Regions from separate parts of the Triticum aestivum genome. Here region 1 is linked to region 2. Evidence: chromatin contacts called from public Hi-C data. All regions are on one chromosome and are shown on one strand. Each heading gives the region's core, a stretch centred on a gene start, on an enhancer-like site or on the middle of the called end of the contact. The rest is flanking DNA. Distances are from core to core; before and after follow the strand shown. Region 1 holds the start of LOC123093315 (probable serine/threonine-protein kinase PBL3). Region 2 holds the start of LOC123093311 (glycerol-3-phosphate dehydrogenase [NAD(+)], chloroplastic).

Region 1 (2,745 bases), core at 178-2,677, 590 kb before region 2:
CCAGAGTTTATCTCTCCATCACCAGAGGGGCAAATTCCAGTCTTGACATATCACCTTTACAATTACCAAGTTACGTAATAACATATTATGACCCCGAATCAACCATCCGGTATCTGGGTCTATGATATAAGGACGCAAGTAAACGTCAAGATCTCGCAGTATTTCATAAGTGGGCATATCCAACAACATTGTTATTATAACAATGTGCTCTCATTATTATCGGCATCCTTGTTACATTAACAATGTTCATGCTCAGGAAATTAAGACCATCAACACTACATGAGCTAGTCCAGAGGCCTGACTAGGGATATGTTTGGACTTTATTATTTCACATATGCAATTGAGTTTTCCTACAAATCCCATATTCAGGAACCAATGTAATTCTAGCATAGAAAATAAACTTGATCGCGAACATGAAAAAAAATAACAACTTTATTATTGCCTCTAGAGCATATTTCTATAAGTCACCACCACCGGAAGGCTGAAGCGAAGGGCGACATAGACTTACCACAAGCCCAAGACAGGAAAAACTAAGACTCACACAGGTAGATATGGGCATCCCCTCGTTCTCCCACTGACAGAGCCAACTGAGGAGGAGAAGGGCGGCGATCAATCAGCAGAGGAGATACGACAGCTAAGAAAATAGGTAAGGCGGCGCAGAGAAAGAATGACTAGGTGCATGATTATGCTTAAATGGTACACGTTGGGGAAGTCACTTCTAGGAGTTTGGTAATGCAAAAGAATTACACTAGCAAGAGCACTTAGAAAAAAGAACTGACACTATAAAGATGATACAAATGACTACATTGCAAAAAAATTAAAAAAAATAAGCGCATCGCATTAAAATCGATATGTGAGGCGGAAAACCAATGGAGATCGATGCGGTATATGATCCACCGGCCACGTGACTAGGGTTTCTTTTGAGTGGCCCGTGTGCGACTCGGGATTAGGTGTAAGCGATAGAAATAATGGTTTTGCTATTTGATTTGAATATCCTAATTTCATTTATTCGGTGGGGCTGAAACAATTATCATTGAAAAAAAACAGTTTTATAAAGAAAAAAGATTCAATACTTTTGGCTTTAATGGGCTAAATGGAGTACAATAGGAATTGCATATAAATAGAATAATTATTAATGCTTGGGTTCTTCCAATTATGTGTAGCAACTGGAATCGCATACTTTTGGCTTTAAGGAAGAAGTAGCAATCAACAACGAATTCATGGCAAAGCATATTGACTGGTCTACCATTCTGTTTTTGCTTAAAGCCCCCTGTACAATCTCAGAGTTCACTTCCACCACCATCCAAGCGTACATCCAGACGGGTCTTCTCTGCACAGGGGCTAAAGATGGAACACTCAAACATATCGAGGTCCTGCACGCAAAGTTGCCGCCACCAACGTGTAGAAGAGAGAGACAGGGGCGGAAGATCCCACCACCCGCCGCTCTCATTCGCAGCTCCGTTCCCACCTGAGCCCAGCCGGTCGGTGGCTGCCGGCAGCAACCTGCTGCTACTTCCGTTGCTCCTCCTCCCTCCCCTCCCACTCCCTCTCAGCCCCAGCTCGAGCGAGAGAGCATCTCCCTCCCGAGCGACCGCGTCCGCCTCCCTCCCCTGCCCCCCGTGCGGTTCTTGGTGACGGCGCGGCGGCTTGGCTGGCCGGCCTCGCCTCCAGTTGACCCGACTGACTCTCCCCCATTCGGTCAGCCCGGAGGAGGAGGAGGAGGCGGAGGGGATTTGCTTGACTTTTTGAAGCTTCTCGCTCGTTTCTCTCCTAGCGTTGCGGCTGCCGGCCAACGGCCTCGCGGATTTTTCTCCAGTCTCACCCCCTCCTTCAAGTGGCGGCGGAGATCAGCTGGATCCAAAAGCCTCGCCAGAAACCGGCTGGGACTCTAGGGTTGGCTGCTCAGCTCAGTTGTCTTCGGCGGCTGCTCCTCCTGATCCCTCCCGTTGCCGCTGGCCAGCTCTCTCTGGCTTTGCTGACTTGACCCGGGACGGGGGAAAGAGGAGCAGAGTTCGCCTGTGGATCTTCGGGAAAGGAAGCTCATTCATCCTGTCAGCTGGGAGGTAGAGGAAGAGATGGGGAACTGCATGAAGTCCACGGCCCGGGTGGATCACAGCATGAACACTAGTGCCGCCTGTGAGTGCCTCTCTTACTACTTGCCCCTAATTATGTTTTGAACTCACTCTGTAAAGAGATATAAGAGCGTTTAGATCACAACTTTAGTGATCTATAAACGCTCTTATATTTCTTTACAGAGGGAGTAGTATGTATTTGTCAGTTTCTACTTACCTGCATCTTTTTTGTTCGATTGCTTTGGCTGTTTTGATTATTTGCAGTTCTTTGATTTGCTTTGTGTTGAATTGAGAGGCGTACCATATCTGGGGCAAATATGGATACCATGTTATGCATCTTACACTTCTATTTCAGTCACTAGTTTTTACCTACTTCGTTCCTCTGGTGCACCTTCGCCTCTATTTTTGGAGGAAATTGACTATTTATTATTAAGTTCGTCGGAGTTTGATTAAAACTACAAAGTTGATTTCTTCTTGACAAAAAATGTCTAGGGACTAGATTGTGAGAGATGATTAGTGCTAATGAAAAAGAAGAAGATCCCGCGTACACACGTCGTATACATGTACAAGTATAAGGATAGTGATCGGCCCATAACTATCTACATCGATCCACGCCTCCATCTATACCTAGCCGTCGCAACTCATCAGGCAGCGCGGCCGCCTCCTCAACCCT
Region 2 (2,790 bases), core at 129-2,628:
TGGAACCACGTAAGCGATTTTGGTACAAATTTTGAAGTTCACTAACAGTGAAGCAACAAACAATAGCTATGCCAACGCATAAATAGATGGACCTTTATCAGAGAACAAATAGGTATAGTGTTTCTTAATATTTTGTTTTTTAATTGTTGCTTCAAATTGGGATTGAATTGTATTTTTTTTGGAAACTAATAATAATAATATAGTTTCATGCTTTGTCGATTTAAAAAATGATAGCTTGTGTGAATCGTACATTTCTTTGATGGGTAATAGACTATATTTCTCATATAATGGTCATATCATTTATAAGGAGACGAGAAGCAAAGTCTGGGATCGAATCTTCCAACAATTAGAAGATCGGCTACTAAAAAAATGGCTAGAGAATCAGCAACTTGGTTTGCTTCGCGGAAGCAATGCTTAAAGCATATTTTGGTGAAGTCCATCGCAAATTGCTTACACTTCATAATTACTGCCACATCCAGATCCAAATAGTCATCCATCAATTGTACCGATTCTACCACAAACATGCAGCCCAACTCAATTTCCACGCTTTTGCTATCAATTTTTTCTGCAAGAAACATGCCATTTTTTTAGCAGTTAGGCCCATGATACCTTATTTAGGTGGAAAGAAACTAAATAAAAATCAACTCAATAAAAAATAAATAGATTTCAAAAGGCAAGTGTTATATTTGAGAGATGTGCGTTGCACGTGCACGCTTACTAGTGTTGCAAAAATAAGAGCTTGAATATTGATTGTAAATAATCCAAGAAACATGACCAGTATAGGGATTACTAAGGAGACTAACGAAATAAGTATAACAACAACTAACTCATCTGCCAATATATTTCCAAAAAATCGAAAGCTAGGCGATAATGGTTTTGTGAAATATTCTAAGATGTTAATTGGTAAAAGGACTGGAGTTGGTTTAATATACTCCCTCCGTCCGGAAATACCTGTCCCAAGAATGGATGTATCTAGATGTACTTTAGTTCCAAATACATTCATTTATATCTATTTTCAGGACAAGTAACCTGTGGTTGAGTTGGGTGGACAGTGGTATCTTCAACCCACCAGGGTTCAAATCCTAGTGCTCGCATTATTTTTAAATTTATTTCAGGATTTCCGGCGATGCGCTTTCAGTGGGAGGAGACGTTCCTGTCGACGACGAGGCGCCTACGGTGACTTCGTAAATTTCAAGATGATATGCCGGCTCAATCTCTCGAAGGTGCTCATAGGGGTAGGGTGTGCGTGCGTGCGTTCATAGGGGTGAGTGTATGCGCATGTATATGAACGCTTGTGTCTGTACTGATGCTAAAAAAAAGACAAGTATTTGGAGGGAGTATTTAAATACGCAAAAGCTGGTCGAGATGCATGCGTGCGGGCGTTTTGAGATGAAGCAGAGCGACAAACGAGAAACCGAGAAAGGGGCGGGAACGGATAAGATAGCAAAATGCTGTACCTCCCATTCTTCCATTTTCCCCCTTTGCTGCTCGCTCTCATGGCCACCGCCGCCTTCCTTCCCCCCGCCCCAATCTTTCGCCCTCGCACCCCCACCGCTCGCCACCGTGGCTTACCCATCTGCGCCGCCGCCTCCGACGCGCCGCCGCCAGATGCCGAGACGGACGAGGGAGAGGCCCCACGCGGCGGCCGGAAGGACCGCCGCCGCGTGGTGCGGATCGCGTGGGAGAAGCTCGTCCGGTGGTCTCGCTCCTGGCGCAGCCGCAACCGCAGCGACGTCCTCGAGACCACGCGCAAGGTGACGGAAAGACTCTTGTTTGCTTCAACCCATGGCGCCGCAAACTTATTTGTGGGATGGGATCTGATCGTCGGAGGAAACTGCAGGTGGTGGTCCTCGGAGGGGGCTCGTTCGGAACGGCGATGGCGGCGCAGGTGGCAGCCAAGAAGCCCGACCTTGAGGTGGCCATGCTGCTCCGGGATGACCTCGTCTGCCGCTCCATCAACGACCGCCATGTCAACTCGTGGGTAACCTCGTTGCTTTCCTTACTATCTGCCTAACACTAACTCACCAAGAGGGTCTGTTTTAGTCGTGTTTTCTCGATGATTGTTATGATGAGGCTAGTTTCGTAAGGAGAATATTGCAAACCATTCGATTGATTGATGCACACAGCCATCCAAACTTTGTATGTAACATGCTGCTTTCACTCCACTGCAGCAAATACTTGTCAGAATACAGCTTGCCAGAAAATATTGTTGCAACAACTAGTGCTAGTGAAGCTTTAGCAGGAGCTAATTTCTGCTTCCACGCTGTCCCTGTTCAGGTATTAACAGTTCTTTATGAAGCACTGTGGTTTCCAGGAGGGTTTCTTCTTTTTTGGAGTCTGATATTTTTCCTGGCAGTTCAGTTCATCCTTTCTTGAGAGTATTTCAACATATGTTGATCCAAAGTTGCCATTCATATCACTTAGCAAAGGGCTGGAACTTAACACCCTTCGGACAATGTCTCAAATCATTCCTCTTGCACTGGGAAATCCTCGCCAACCATTTATTGTTCTGTCAGGACCTTCTTTTGCAGTAGAACTGATGGAGAAACTACCAACAGGTTAGTTAAGATCATTTCTCCTATTGTTAAGTTTTATGTCATATTCTCTTGTGCTTTCCTGTGACACTAAGTTGTCTGGTTCATGTTGCTATGTTGAAGAATTTTTGGCTTTCCAAGCACTTTCTGGAATCTGTTTGTAAATACAGCTATACAGTTATCCAACTTAATATTGCAGCTATGGTGGTGGCATCCAAAGACAGAAAGCTGGCAAGTGCTGTTCAACAGCTCTTAG

The links. Hi-C and Micro-C count contacts between places; a contact is called where the count stands out from the background.
Region 1: a Hi-C map of leaf shows a contact between it and region 2, with 2.9 times the contacts expected there. The contact joins the promoter of LOC123093315 here to the promoter of LOC123093311 in region 2. A contact is called at or near these places in 3 of 5 Hi-C or Micro-C datasets (all in leaf).

What each region holds. Positions count from the first base shown.
Region 1 is chr4B:569,834,462-569,837,206 of IWGSC CS RefSeq v2.1, reverse strand. It overlaps LOC123093315 (probable serine/threonine-protein kinase PBL3), which reads left to right and starts at 1,427. Exons shown (of 6, transcript XM_044515241.1): 1 at 1,427-2,136. The coding sequence starts at 2,076.
Region 2 is chr4B:569,243,606-569,246,395 of IWGSC CS RefSeq v2.1, reverse strand. LOC123093311 (glycerol-3-phosphate dehydrogenase [NAD(+)], chloroplastic) reads left to right here and starts at 1,378. Exons shown (of 9, transcript XM_044515239.1): 1 at 1,378-1,754; 2 at 1,841-1,981; 3 at 2,172-2,277; 4 at 2,357-2,558; 5 at 2,734-2,790. The coding sequence starts at 1,390. It overlaps LOC123093312 (a long non-coding RNA gene), which reads right to left and starts at 459. Exons shown (of 2, transcript XR_006445239.1): 1 at 1-459.